3 separate regions of the Sus scrofa genome follow, and regions 1 and 3 are each linked to region 2. A link is a contact called in public Hi-C and HiChIP or PLAC-seq data. All regions are on one chromosome and are shown on one strand. The core of a region is the stretch at or near the end of the contact, and the rest is flanking DNA. Distances in the headings are between cores, read along the strand shown. Region 1 has its middle 17 kb from the start of SYPL1. Region 2 overlaps ATXN7L1 (ataxin-7-like protein 1). Region 3 overlaps ATXN7L1 (ataxin-7-like protein 1).

What was found. A called contact is a pair of places that touch in the nucleus more often than the background predicts. HiChIP or PLAC-seq counts read pairs in DNA pulled down with a chosen protein or histone mark.
Region 1: an H3K27ac HiChIP or PLAC-seq map of skeletal muscle shows a contact between it and region 2, with 4 times the contacts expected there. The contact joins two enhancer-like sites. A contact is called at or near these places in 10 of 47 Hi-C or Micro-C datasets (embryonic fibroblasts, fetal skeletal muscle, fibroblasts and 5 more) and 1 of 2 datasets of contacts at active chromatin or transcription factors (skeletal muscle).
Region 3: a contact with region 2 is called in a Hi-C map of skeletal muscle, with 5 times the contacts expected there. The contact joins two enhancer-like sites. A contact is called at or near these places in 21 of 47 Hi-C or Micro-C datasets (alveolar macrophages, blood, brain and 12 more) and 2 of 2 datasets of contacts at active chromatin or transcription factors (alveolar macrophages and skeletal muscle).

What each region holds. Positions count from the first base shown.
Region 1 is chr9:105,999,601-106,004,255 of Sscrofa11.1, reverse strand. No RefSeq gene overlaps it. Among named protein-coding and RNA genes, the nearest start is that of SYPL1, 17 kb to the right of the region's middle. Within about 2 kb of position 3,270, at least 9 of the 83 cell types and tissues checked have an H3K27ac peak or open chromatin away from gene starts, as enhancers often do. A contact at or near this core is called in fetal skeletal muscle and skeletal muscle, where this site is marked.
Region 2 is chr9:105,498,123-105,502,648 of Sscrofa11.1, reverse strand. ATXN7L1 (ataxin-7-like protein 1) reads left to right here. Exons shown (of 18, transcript XM_005667724.3): 10 at 2,067-2,350. Among named protein-coding and RNA genes, the nearest start is that of RINT1, 110 kb to the right of the region's middle. Within about 2 kb of position 1,553, at least 15 of the 83 cell types and tissues checked have an H3K27ac peak or open chromatin away from gene starts, as enhancers often do. A contact at or near this core is called in fetal skeletal muscle and skeletal muscle, where this site is marked.
Region 3 is chr9:105,898,975-105,904,085 of Sscrofa11.1, reverse strand. All of the region lies in intron 2 of ATXN7L1 (ataxin-7-like protein 1), which reads left to right. Among named protein-coding and RNA genes, the nearest start is that of ATXN7L1, 24 kb to the left of the region's middle. Within about 2 kb of position 2,430, at least 6 of the 83 cell types and tissues checked have an H3K27ac peak or open chromatin away from gene starts, as enhancers often do. A contact at or near this core is called in skeletal muscle, where this site is marked.

The sequences.
Region 1 (4,655 bases), core at 2,021-4,520, 500 kb before region 2:
TCTTATCTGTTTTCATGTTGGACTACTAATCTTGTCTACATCACCACGGATCTAGGGAATTTGCAGTGAGTCAGTTCTTCTATCTAATGTGCAAATCAGAAGTCAGGCTTACAAATCTCTGAAGAGAATGTCACAGCAGATATGCCCATTGCCTCTCCCGCTGGTCTGATCTGAGCTATGAATGTCTCCCAGGAATTCACCCAAGATGAGAGCTATGGTTCCTAATGCCTAGAAGGCAGTTTCTTTGGGGAGTATGAGGGACTTACCATTCTAGAGGAATCTTGGGCTCACAGTCTTGTATCAGATCAACTGCTCAGCTTTTGATCAGAACCCAGAGAAAAGGAACACACCATCACCCCCGCCCCTGCACGTACTCTCACACCACTCACCAGAACATTGAACAAGTTGTGCTTCCCTGGCCTTTGGTGGTCTCCCTCTCCCATGGTAGTCAGACCTTCCAGGTACAGGTAGACTGGTTGTACACTGCACAAGGTGGTCGTATCTAAGGAGGCATCAATCACATTATAAATATACTAGATATATTTATCATGTCAGTGTTCTGGTATATGGCAGCAACTTGTTCAAACAAAATCAGTACATTATGACACTTTCCAACCAATGGATGTAAAGTATCTTGAAGAAGGGATGCCATGTTAATTCCACATAGGCACTGCATAGGTTAGCAGAAGTCACAGCTATGTAAGACCTCTTGTAGGCAAAGAATGGAGAAGAGAAATACACAGAGCATAATAGATTCAAACCCTCCTGAGGTAGAAGTATCTTACGAACAGCACTTACAGTGTAGGGGGACTTTTGAGAGTGAGCCAGCATTTGAGTGCTGAATCATGAGCACAAGCCTCTAAAAGTAAGGGCCTGGAGCTCACAATCTACCCTCAGATAGTCACCTCTACCCATGGCTGGAGGGGAAGGGCCAAAGGCACAGAAATTAGCTGGCTGTTCTCTTTTCACACAGAGGAGAGGAGCTACAAGAGGCAGCCAAAGCGGAGAGCTGTGTCTTGATGTTAACCTCCACAGAAGCAAGTAACAAAGTGAGACTCTCCAGAGAGCAGAGCCAGTTGCTGTCTTGCAACTCCCTAGTATCCCTTCCCCTTTCTCCTGGAAACAGCTCCCACTGCCCCTTTGGGAAATAAGTGCTTGCCCCTCACGCAAAGTTTCTGGACTTGCCCAACAAAATACCCTGCCTTGTACTGGGCAGAGGGATGGTCACATGACTCCAGCTAGGCCAGTTGTGTCTCTCTGGCCCTCTCCATAGCAAGTAAATGTCAACTTGCCTGGGCCATGGGGTGCCCAGATAGTTGGCCAAACATTATTCTGAGTGTTTCTGCAAGGGTCTTTTTGGATGAGATCAACATTTCAATCAATTGGAGTAAAGCAGCTTGCTCTCCACAAGTGGGTGAGCCTCCTCCTGAACAGAACAGAACAGAACAGAACAGAACAGAAAGACCTACCCTCCCTGAGTTGAGAGAATTCTTCAGCACACCGCCTTTAGGCTTCATCTGCAGTGTCACCCTTCCTTCCTGACAGCCCTTGAACTAGAACACTGGCTCTCCCTATGTCTCCAACTCCAACCTGCCAACCCACCCTGCAGATTGGGGTTGCCAGCCTCCATAATCGTGTGAGCCAATTTCTTATCATCAATCAATCTCTCTCTCTCTGTCTCTCACTAGATAGATAGATCCTATTGGTTCTGTTTTCCTCTAGAAAACTCTAATACATCTCCCTCTGGATTTTTTTTCTTTTCTTTTCTTTTTTTTTTTTTTTTTTGCCATTTCTTGGGGCGCTCCCACGGCATATGGAGGTTCCCAGGCTAGGGGTCGAATCGGAGCTGTAGCCACCAGCCTATGCCAGAGCCACAGCAACACGGGATCCGAGCCACGTCTGCGACCTACACCACAGCTCACGGCAACGCCGGATCCTTAACCCACTGAGCAAGGCCAGGGTTGGAACCCGAAACCTCATGGTTCCTACTCAGATTCGTTAACCACTGAGCTACGACGGGAACTCCTCCCTCTGGATTTTGATGCATGAGGACAGACACTCAAAAATATGACTAGTTAGAGAGCATTCATTCCTGATGGATCTGTCAGGGACCGAGTTCCTGCTACCTTTCCCCTCCAGAGGTGCTCTCATTCTTATCCTTTTCTGATATTGGTTCTCAGTCTTCCTAACAATTCTTCAATCCACCCTATGTATAACCTGCAAACCTTGACTCAATATACTCAGTAGTCAATGCCTATTGTATATTCAAGGTATTGTCCTACTGGAGAAACAGCAGTGAAAAGCTAGCCCCTGCTTTCATGGAACTTATCTTCTAACAATTGTTCTTAAGTAGGTGAATTCTTATTAAAGAGTTGGTTTCTGTTGCTTGCCATCAAAGAACCTTGTGATACTAACATTTTCCCTTCAGAGAATGCTAACTCGGTCTCTTCTCTGGTTCATTTTGGATAAGCCAGATGCCAGTCCTCTAGGAGAAAGCAGGGGGAAAGATCCCAGCTCTGTGCCATTCTGGAAAGACACTTCTCTGTGATTATCCCACAGAAAAACATGAGACCCAACCACTGGGCTTGTCTAAGTTTCTCACTTTAGAATAGTGAATGGCTCAGCAGGAACACTTCATCAGAATGACTTCTCGACTTGAGGCCCTCCATTGAAACCGTCCTCTCCTGCTCATAGCCTGAGAAGATACACCACAATGAGCATTACATAGCTTGTACCTCATTATGACTAATTTCAAGTTTAACCTTCCTCAACAGAAGCCTTTTTAATGCCGTCCCCCAAGGCCCAGAGGATTTTTTCTGGGATAGGCAGGAGACAAGAGGAGGGTAGCTGATCGGAGTGGCCAGACATAGCTTTCTCCTCAGGTAGCAAAGTTATTAGACACAACAGCAGCTCTATCTTGCAGCAAGTAAGCGTGCTGTTTGCTTCACTGTAGCGGGCTCAGTGACAGTGGCTGGGAATTGTCACAGTTGAGTTTAGCACTGCTGGCAAACTTTGGAGCCAGCTTGCATAATGCAGTGTCTAAAGAATATGATTCCAGTTGAAAAGAACATATTTGCAGTTAAAAATAGAACTCGGTCACCTAACAGCTCATACATAAACCGTGAGGCTGGGGGAGGAACAAAATGAAATAATAGTCACTGGGGATTCCTGAACACCTGCCCCTGTCACTCAGAGCCTGTACTCACTGGGAATTGCCAGCACACGGAAACCAGCCCTACCCTGAAGTCAAATGGCAAAAATAAACAGAGGTACTGACTCAGATAAATCAAGAAACATGAGTGCACCTTTAAGCAGGCAGCAATTCGGGTGGCCTCTCCAGGCCAGGCCTCCTCAGAGATTTAGCTCTATGTTCTAAGAGAATTAACTGCTGTTGATCCAGAGGCTTGAAAGCTGAGACTGAGTTAGGTCTCAGTTCTACCCACAGTAAAGTATGTTTTCACTGTACACGTATGTGTTGTGCTCTGTACAGAACACACCAAACATGGTCGGTCCCTGGCTCCCTCTAAATAGAGGCGGGGATCTCATGACCCACTGCTCAGGCCAGTAAAGAGCTAAGAATTACAAAAGGAAGATTTGGGCTTCCACACCAGGAAACACACTGAAACAGTAGTGTAGGTCTAATTGGAAAGGCCATCCCAATAAAGGAGTAGAAATCTCTCGCCTGAGTGCATGTCAAACTAAGCCATCAGAACAGTCGATACTGTATATACTGCCAGAAAAAAGGATGCAGGAGAATCAGAAGGAAGCTGCTTCCTACCCCAACCCTGCCCTGAGCAGCCCTCTGGCCTCAGCAAATTGCTTCTCCTTTCTGCACCTCTCTTCCCCTCGTTAAAATCAGTCTGTAATGCCTCTTTTCCTTTCAAACTCACCAAAATGGTGGAGAGGTAAATTGGATGCTTGTGGCATTTGTTTCTGAGTGTGAAATTCTAGAGCAGCAATACTCTGCTTCACCATCAGCTGGGGAGTTTATAAGAATTACAAGTACCTGGGATTACAATACCAGAGATTCCTGGGTGGTGGATCCCAGGCACGGGTGGATGGTAAAAGCCCTCCAGGTGATCCCAACGTATAGCCGGGACTGAGACCCAGGAGCCATGAAGAGGAGGCAGAGCCTCTCCTGCTGTCCCCAGGAATAAGCCCACGTGGATGTGGGGGCACTCACCTCCTCCAGATCTGCAGAGGGTTTCCTTTCACAGGGTTGGACAGATTGTTTCTTTCCCAGACCTTCTCACACCGACTTGCCCCACCCCTCTACCAGCATAGACCAGCAAGGGAATGAGCTAAGTATCTTGAAAAGGCAACCAGGAGTGCTTGGTGGTTTTTCATTGAGGCAAACCCCGAAGGAGTGCTTCAAGGTATTACGGCCTTTACCTCCAAGAAGTTTATTATTAAGGGTTTACTCAGCACAGGAGCATTTGTATCCAATCAGAGGATCTGACAGTCCACAGTCTGTGATGCTGTGTTCAGAACAGGCACACATGACTGGTGACGCCACACCCACTGCTGTGCCATAGGCCATTAGTAAGGGATGCCTGGGCGCTAAGCATCTCATCTCCCAACAGTACTGATTCAGGGTAGAAGCTCCTTAGTGGGGGACTGACTGCCTCCATGTGCATTGGTCAACCCCGTTTTTC
Region 2 (4,526 bases), core at 304-2,803:
TGCACCTCTGTACCCACTAAACAGGAGCTCTCTGCTTCCCTCCCCTCATCCCCTAGCCACCATCATCCTACTTTCTGTCTCTATGAACTTGACCACTGTAGGTGCCTCACACAAGTGGAATCACACACATGTGACTTGCTTATTTCACCTAGCATCGTGTCTTTAACATTCATCCATGTGTCAGAATTTCCTTCCTTTTTAAGGCTGAGCAATAGTCCATTGTGTGTATATACCACATTTTGCTTTTCCATTTATCCATCTATGGACATTTGGGTTGCTTCCACCTTTTGGCCATTGTGAGTAATGCTGCTCTGAACATGGTGTACAAAGTTTTCTTCGAGACCCCAATTTCTATAATTTGTGTCTTTTAAAATTGAGTGAAGGATGGAGCCTGGAAGAATTCCAATGGCTTTGCACTTTTTACCATTTGGAAGAAATCAGAAATGCAGCACTGTTTTCACCATGTAATATCTTTACAGCGTCTTAGCGTGCTGACTTTTCAAGGGCTTCTTGTGCTGTTCTTCAGCGATATGTGAGTGCTTTGAGAACTGCCCTTCAACAGAAAGTAGCAGCAGTTGAACAGTATCTCAGCAATTGAGACACTGATCAAAGGCAGGACTGTGAGTGACATGGTGTCTTACTAAAAACCGCTCTTCCAGTTCCCCTCTCCTGGGACATGATGTCCCACCCACGCTCCCCCCCCCCCCCGCCACACACACACCCACCCCCCTCCCCCCACCTACTCTCCTGGCCAAGAAAGCACGTGGTCCCGGCTAAAGGCCGAAGTCCAGCAGCAGCATGCCCCACCACTGAGTGCCCTTTTCACTGGCAGGGACCTAAAAATAACATTTGGGATCTGATTTCAAAGTCAGAGAAGATGCAGGGGCTGAGGGGTTCCTGAAATAATTTCATGAACAAATTGATCAAGGAAATGATCTGCCAAGGCATCTTAGAGAAGGGAGAGCCAGCCGGCTGTGTGGACAGATCAGACTCCTCCTCCGTGAACCCAACCTGTCTTTCATGCCCGCTTTTGTCTGCAGGCCTGTCTAAGCCATGTTCTAGCCCACTTGGCATTCAGACAGCTCAGTCAGCTCCCCTCTCAGCTCAGAGATGATTGGGGGGCTGAAGTGCTAGCGTTCCGCCCTCCCGCAAGGAGGAAAGGGAATCTAGTTCAGGAACCAAAGCAAAGCTTATTCTGCCACTCATCTCATCTTTGAAGACCCCGAGACAGAGTCATCTGCATCCCCCCAGACACAGGGTCCTCCAGCATGAAATGCACAGAAATCAAATGCATATCCATTAGAGAAGAAATGGCAGGGAAGTGAGGCAAGGTGACAGATTCTGAGGAGCAAACATATACCTTTGTGCTCTGTCTCCTTAAAATTCATCCTCTCACCTGCCAGCCTTGAGCACTGCCTATTTACATAACTAGCTGCCGAAAATGGAATATTAGATAATGTTCCATGGCGGCTCACTCAATTTGAGCCCATCCCCAGGATCCGAGTGATCCAGAAGTCCTCCGACAGCATGTAGCGTGGCACGCTGGCCTGCAGCCATGCCTCCGTGCAGTGTGAGCCTGTCAGCGCTCCGAGCTAAGCAGATGTCAGGCCTGATCGCCGGGGTGGGAGACCAGCCGGGCAGAGGGGGGAGGGGGCGTGATTCAGCACGCAGCTCCGTGGCACACCGTCTGCGGGGACCGACAGCATCCCTTCCTGAGCCTCGCAGCGGGCGCCGTGCTCTGCCCAGAGTGCTGTCTCGGAGGCTGCCGACCAAAGGGACTGAGACGGGGGTGGGGAGCTGCAGGATCTATGGGGACGACCGCTCCAGGAGGTAATCAGTCAGCTCTGATGCCATCCCTGGCGCTGTGCCAGCCTCACACCCCCTGTTGGTCCTTTCCAAGGCACACATCTCCTTGCCGTCAAAACTGGAATCCTGCTGCTCACTTATAGGAGGAGTATAAATAAGTGATAAGGAAGGGTCCTGATGGCGATAAGCGGGGAGATCTTCTCAGCAGACCAGATGTATCAAAGAAGGCAATTGTGTGTGTTTGTTCATTTCTGTTTCAGTGTTCCGGTTCCCGTAGTCAGTTTAGAGAAAATTCCTAACCTAGTGAAGGCAGATGGTGCCAATGTCAAAATGAACTCTACAACCACTACTGCGGTCTCTTCCTGCTCCACCTCATCCTCTGCCGTCTCCGCCCCGCCGTTAATTAAGCCAGTCTTGATGTCCAAGTCCGTGCCACCTTCCCCAGAGAAGATATTAAACGGCAAAGGAATTTTGTCTGCCGCAATAGACAAGAAACACCAAAATGGCACCAAAAACAACAGCAAGCCTTACAGGAGACTTTCAGGTACGTGTCTGTGTCCTTAGTCTGGCTCACGATCAGGCCGCAGTTGAGTCCATCGCGTCCGTAACAAGGGAGTGATGTGTTCTTATCATGAAGCAGGTCTGTTGCATTTTAAGGGGGACACAGAGTTTGCCTGCAGACAGGACTCCCCTCCCTTCACCTAAAAAGGCAAGGGAGAACTGGTTCTCTCATCCCCCGGCCCGACGAGGTGCCTCTCTCAGCTCAGCACTTAGCAGGAAGTACCCTAGTGACCCCAAAGCAGGAGGCCCCTGCCCACCCCCGGCCCCCACAGCAGTCTGTGGATTTTGAGGTTCTTGTCATCCTGCTGACAGGCCGAACCACCCCTGGGTGCCAGGAAGCCTCACTGCCATGAGGTCAGACAGCCCACCTTGATATGTCACAATAGCTCAGGACGGGCTTAGGGCAGTTGTGTTGGTGCTGTCTGCCCCTCTCTGTCCTTTGATCTGGTTGGTTTCCATGTGGGTCCTGTGGTCTGGGGCTACAACTGCCTTGCCCACATAAGCAGATTGGAATTCTTGTTGGGCAGGACTTAGACTGGCCCGGCAGATAGGGTGTTGAGGGTCTCTAGTTCTACTGGGTTTTCTGAGTAGGCACTGGGCTGGGGCACCCAGAAAAGCACCCACGGACAGTCCTAGAGGCAGTGGTTGCCCTTAGGGGCCCCCAAGTGGATGATATTTGCTTTGGGTTTGTTGCAGAAAGAAATCTGACAGTTTCACTTTCTCCAAAAGACCAAGAAGAGCCATAAACTTTATAATGTCTTCATACACTCTGGGCATTTATCAAATGTTAAACAGAAAAGAGAAAATACGCTTGACCCTTGAACGCCTCAGGGATTGGCGTGCCAACCCTCCATGCAGTCGAAAATCCCCACGTAGGGAGTTTCTGTTGTGGCACAGTCGAAGCGAACCCGACTAGTATCCATGAGGATGTGGGTTTGATCCCTGGCCTCACTTAGTGGGTCGGGGATCCGGTGTTGCCATGAGCTGTGATGTAGATCTCAGACACAGCTTGGATCCTGTGTGGCTGTGGTATAAGCAGGCAGCTGTAGCTGCGATTCAGCCCCTAGCCTGGGAACTTCTACATGCCACAGGTGGACCCTGAAAAGAAAAGAAAAGAAAATCCCATGTAATTTATAGTCGGCCCTCCATATCTGCAGTTCCTACATCTCCTTGGATGCAACCAACCTCCAGTCTTGTAGTGCTGTGGTATTTACTACTGAAAGCAGCTGCCATGTAAACGGACCTGTATAGTTCAAACCCATGTTATTCAAGGGTCAACTGACTAGAGAAAGCCATCCTGTGAGACAGAAGCTATGTTCTTATGAGCATAATTCCTAAGCGCCCCAACAATTGTGGGTCATTTTTATTTTCTCCTTCGGGTTTGTCTGTATTTAAGTTTTTCTATCTCACATCAGGAGCTTTTAAAAAGTTTATGTCTTGGAGTTCCCATCTTGGTGCAGTGGTTAACGAATCCGACTAGGAACCATGAGGTTGCGGGTTCGATCCCTGCCCTTGCTCAGTGGGTTAACGATCCAGCGTTGCCTTGAGCTGTGGTGTAGGTTGCAGACATGGCTCAGATCCCGTGTTGCTGTGGCTCTGGCGTAGGCCGGCAGCTCCAGCTCCGATTAGACCCCTACCCTGGGAACCTCCATATGCCGAGGGAGTGGCCCAAGAAATGGCAAAAAGACAAAAAAATAAAAAATAAAAAGTTTATGTCTTAAACGTACCTCAGGCCCAAAGCATTCACGGGACACAGTTATTTCACTGGACACCCCCCCAAAAATCTCTCCACGCCCACTTCACCCACTGTCCAGAAAGAAAGGCAGAGCTTGGCACTCTCTTTGAGGGTGTGCAGCCTCCCTGTGTGATGGAGCCCCCAGCCCCTGGCTCTTCCTGCAAGGAAAGTTCACTTTCGCTCTGCAGAGGAGGCAGCAGCCCAGACAATTAAGTAGGCCTGGCTGGGTACAGTGTCCAGAGGCTGGGCTTCCTCGTCCTGGCAGGAGCATGACCGTGGCTTCCAGCCTGCACCTTAATCTGAAGTTGTTTGGGGCTTTTTTGTGTGTGTGTTTGTTGGTTTTACATTTTGTTGGTGGTTTTGTCTCATTGGGTCTTTTGCTTATTTCTCTCTCGCTTTCACATTTGGCAGCCAGCTCCCATCC
Region 3 (5,111 bases), core at 1,181-3,680, 400 kb before region 2:
AATTCATTGGTATAAAAGTCTTATAAAGGTATCACCATTAAATACATTCAGTTAGACTTACTAAATGAGGAGAATAAATGAAAATGTAATAAATGAAAAGAAAATCAGAGGGAAAAATGTCCACTTTTGAAAAAGAATGTATATATATATGTGACTGGGTCACTTTTCTGTACAGTAGAAATTGACAGAACACTGTAGACCAATAATGGAAAAAAATCATTTAAAAAAACCCTCCCCTCCAAAAAAAAAAAACCAACAAAAAAAGAACATCTAGCCAATACAGAGTCAGTTGGATATACATAACTGGCCATATAGGAAGTCCAGTGTTTGACCAGTGTCCCCCCACCCCCGCTCCTGGGGACGTGTGGAATTCCTCTTAGAATATTGGCATACCCCACAAAGCAAAACACGGACTTTGACGCTAGGGAAAAGAGGATGCTTCTGCTCTACACCCCAAATACTCTCTTCAGGCCATTGCCTCTTTTCCACGGAGGCGGCAGGTGCCCATGGAGACCACTAGGTGTCGCTGTGAACCTGGGGAAGTGCAGCCTCACGCTGCAGGCACACATCAGCTTAGTCTGTTTTCAATCAACACGTTGTCAGTTTTTCTCCCCAGGCCCCAGGGGTGTACTAGGAATTTTTATTTCTTGAGAAATCCTGTGATTCAGCTGCCCTTTATTGGCCCTGCGCGAAAGAATGAAGGCTGTGCTTGCTTCACCAGCTCTCCAGGCAGGAGGCTCTCTGGCAAGGCCACCAGCCACCTCTCTATCTCTGCTTCTGCCTTGTTGTCCCCCTCCCTTTTTGCCTCTTCATGTCCCTTCCCTTTTTATCTTTCTCTCCCGCGGCTCAGTGACACTAATGAGCTCCCAGCTGGTCTGTGGGAAGGGCCCCATCCTGGAAGACTTGTCCAAGCCCTGGTGAATTTCAAGGCACCCAAACCAGCTCTGGCATAAACTAGCTTGTAAATTCCATCCTCTCCTTCCCCTTCTGATTCTACCCCCAGCCTAAAGCAGCTCCAAGATTAAGGCAGTGTTGGGGTGGGAGCGACAGGGGACTAAGCCATCTTACTAGGAATTCTGGACCCTAGTCCCGGCATGAAGAGGCCACACCTGCTTTCAAACCCCACCTCCCTCTGCCACTTCCTAGCTGTGAGACCTTTGGGAAGTAACTCACCCTTTCTGAGCCTCAGAGTACCTCCAGCTGCATTACGTTAAATAAAAGTACAAATATAAAGGACCCCATGGTATCTTGCAACATGGCAAGCATTCTATAAATGCAGAGTGATTTTGTTATTTATTATTATTCTATAAATGCAAAGTGATTTTATTATTTATTTGTTAGTACACAGACATATCAGCACACGTTTCTACCAAACAAAGGCGTAGAATTTGGGACCCTCATTTTCTGGAACCTGTGCCAAGATGGTGTGTTAAGGAAACAAAATCCAGGGTTTTTTATTCAGAGACGCCAAACACCGCAGCTGATTCTAACCCTCTGTACTTAAGTCGACAGTGATAAAAGTGTTTTGAGCCCAGGTGGGGCTATATTTGTCAATAGCCATAGCTTGCTTGGCGAAATGCCCTGATCGCTGTCCTGGCACCTTCCAGGAAAAGGCCACCCATGGGTGGACCTGGCCACTCACTCCCACCTCCAGAAGGTTTGGTTCGGCCCTCCTGGTTTCCAGTGACCACACTGCTGCTGTGGGGTTTTGTGGGTGGCCACAAGGTGGAATCCCAACCGTGGATGCCCTGAGGCTGCTCTCTGCAGGGCCTGCGGCCACATACCCAGGACGGCTTGGGGGAACGTGAAAAGAAGGCCGGCTGGTGGGTTAACCAGGCCTTCCTGGACCACTCTGAGGAAGCCAAATGTCAAAAGGAGCCTCTGCTGGCCAACATGCGTAACTGCAGCCTCTTCTCCTTGGGGAGGAGGGGGCTGTTTCTGAGTGACCTAGACCTTGACAGAATGTCTCTGGAAGACACTTGAATACTCATAGCCAAGATGAGTCTGCTTCTGTTGAGCAGCAGACAGGTGGAGAGTGTGAGCAGAATGGAGGAAAGAATAGATTGTGCCTTTTGCACAGCTCAAACCTGTATGCGCTGGGCTTGCAGGATTGCGGAAGGCTCGCGGCTGTTTTAGATCCCAACTCATGCCAGACAGGAGAGGATGCTCTCAGAGCATGTCTGCTGGTCCTGAAGCTGGTATCGATGCTGCACGTATGAGGGTTTGATTTCTGCAGCCTTGAGAAGCCTCGAGCTTTGAGGGAAGAGATATTTGGTCAGAGGATCCATCTGAGGGTTCAGTCATCTGACTTTTCCCCACTGGAACACAATCCAATGGAAAAACTGAGCCCTTGGGCTTAGGCTTGCGGAGGCACACCCAGCTTGGTGTTCTGGCTCTGTGACCTCTGGACACGTTCCCTTGTCTCTCCATCTCTCAGCTGTCCAGACAGTCTTCCAAAGAGTGCTGTAAGGATTTGGAGGTTTTGCAGCTAGTGTGCCCAGCACATGTTAGACACACAGTTGCAATCCTGAGATTTGTACAGACCTAGCTGCTGACTAGGAAGTTGAGGAAGCTCAGCGAGGTCGACCAGCACTCCAGACCACTAGTGGCCTCTTCATGCCAGAGCTTGACAGGGTCTACACCTGAGCAGAGGGCACCTTCTACTGTTTTAAACGTTTGTGAAAGCCTCGTGGATTTCTCACCAAAGCTGGTAAGACTATAACATGGTGCAGTCACTTTGAAAACCAGTGCTGCAGTTTCTCAAGGAGATAAATATAGAATTACCATATGACTCAGCATCTCCACTCCTGGGTATGTACCCCAGAGGAATTAGAATATGTGTCCACACAAGAGCTTGCACATTAACATTCATTGCAGCATTACTCGTAATGGCCCAAAGGTGGAAATAACCCAAATATCCATTAGTAGATAAATAAAATGTAGCATGTAGCATCTGACGTGATAGAACATTATTCAGCCATAGAAAGGAAAAAAGTCCTGATGTCTGTGACAACATAGATGATTGTTGAAAACATGGTAAGGGAAATAAACTAGACACAAAAGGACAAACATGGTATGATTCTACTTAAATGAAATATCCAGAGAGGTGCTCAATCAATGGGTGCTAGGGTTTGGGGATGGAGCATGGCTATTAATGGGCATGGGGCTTATTGGGTGGTGATGAAAGTGTTTTGGAGTCAGATAGTGGTGAGGGTTGCACAGTTCGTGAAGATACTTAAAAATTGCTGGATGTAGTGGTATATGAATTAAATCAAATATCAATACAGTTGTTACCAAAAAAAAAAAAAAGATGTTTTAGCATAGCAGCTGGAGGGTATTCTGACTGTGGGCGAACACAGGAGATGGGCCCAGGGAGTGGAGCTCTTGTAAGCCTCATGTATGAGTCAGATGAACCAGCTTCCCTCCCTCAGCTGTGCCCAGGGCTGGCGGGGTCACAGCAGCTGCAGACAATTTGGGATCACCTGGAAGTACAGGGCTGCTGAGCATGACGAGGGCCCCACGTGGGCAGTGGGTAGGATGCCCTCATCCAAGCACTGGGCCAGCCTCACCTCGCAGGCACCACACAGGAGGAGTGCAAAGCTCATAAGTGTGCTTTGCCTTGGTTTTAAGACTTGCACGGATCATGTTCTCCACACCCCAAATCAGGGCTGATAATTATGGTTTGTACTCATGGGAAGGGTGGGTGATATCATTTTCAGTAAGACTGTCTCCAAAAACCTGATCAGCAGGCTTCAGTTTTCCAGGACACACTCGCCTCCCTGTTTCCCTCTAAGCAGGCAGAGTTCTTAAAAGCACAGACTCTTTTGGGAGTCACAGGCCACAATTTTTTTCGTACAACTGAGGTCTCCTGGTAAAAGGCCTTGAATCAGAACTATGCTTTTATGCTTTTTCTGACTGAGAGCTAATCTAATGCATGGCATGGATTGAAGGAGGTTACCTGGGACCTTTCCCACCGCAAGGCGTGGAGTCCAGACGAACAAAACACTGTCCAGGCCTGTTTGCTCCATTTCCATGATGCCTGTTTGAAATCTCAACAGGATTCAGTTTAGTGCAGCAGAAACACCAAGGGCCACACACACACACACACACACACACACACACACACACACCCTATCCCAGATAGCAAAAGGAGGCAGGTGTATTTGGGAAGCACCATTTGCTGTTACGTAAAATAGCTGTATCTGGTAGCTTCCACTAAGAGAGTGACTAAACCCGGCGGGGCCACCTTTATCTAATAGGGGAACAGACCTAGAAGAACTCAGGGCTTCTTTGGTAGTTGGGGCACTCTTTCCAAAACGTCCTGCAAGGTTCCCATGTGCCCACCATGCTCCACTTTTGCCACCCTGGCCCAAGCCACCGCCATGTCATCCCTGGACTAATCCAGTAGGCAACTCATAGGTCTCCCGACTTGCCCCCCTGCTCCCTGGTTCCCTGAAGTCTAGTCTCAAATCAACTCTCAGAACGACGCTTTTAAAACAGAAAAGATGTTGCACCCCCAACCCCGAAATATCTCCTCATCACACTCCCAGTAAAAGCCAAAGTCTTTACAAGGGTTTACGAAGCCCTACAAGCTGAGCCTACCATCCCCCGCTTCCCCCCCCCCCATCCACGCTCACCCACTCCCCCCACACACCTGCTGGAAGGCATCACCCCTGGTCCTCATGGTCATCACTCTGCTCTTCCTCGTGATCTTCAACCTGGCCTTGCCTTTGCGCTCTTGGCCTGAGGGCTCGTCCCAGTGGCCCGTGTGGCTCCTTCCCCACTTCTGCTGCTTGACACTCACCTCACCATGGGGCCTTCCTTCACCACCCTCCATACTCCTGACCCTTTACATTGTTCTCAGTAGCATTTACCACTGTTAACACATGTATGTACATATGAGATATGTATACATGATATATGCCTACATTTGAGATGTATGTACCTATGGTATACACACACACACACATGCACCCAATCTGTTTATCTATTATACCTCTGGAAATAAACAAAGATCAGCCGTAGGAGAAAAGCAAAGGGTATGTATGTATGTATGTATTTTTGCCTTTTTAGGGCCGCACCCGCAGCATATGGAGGTTCCCAGGCTAGGG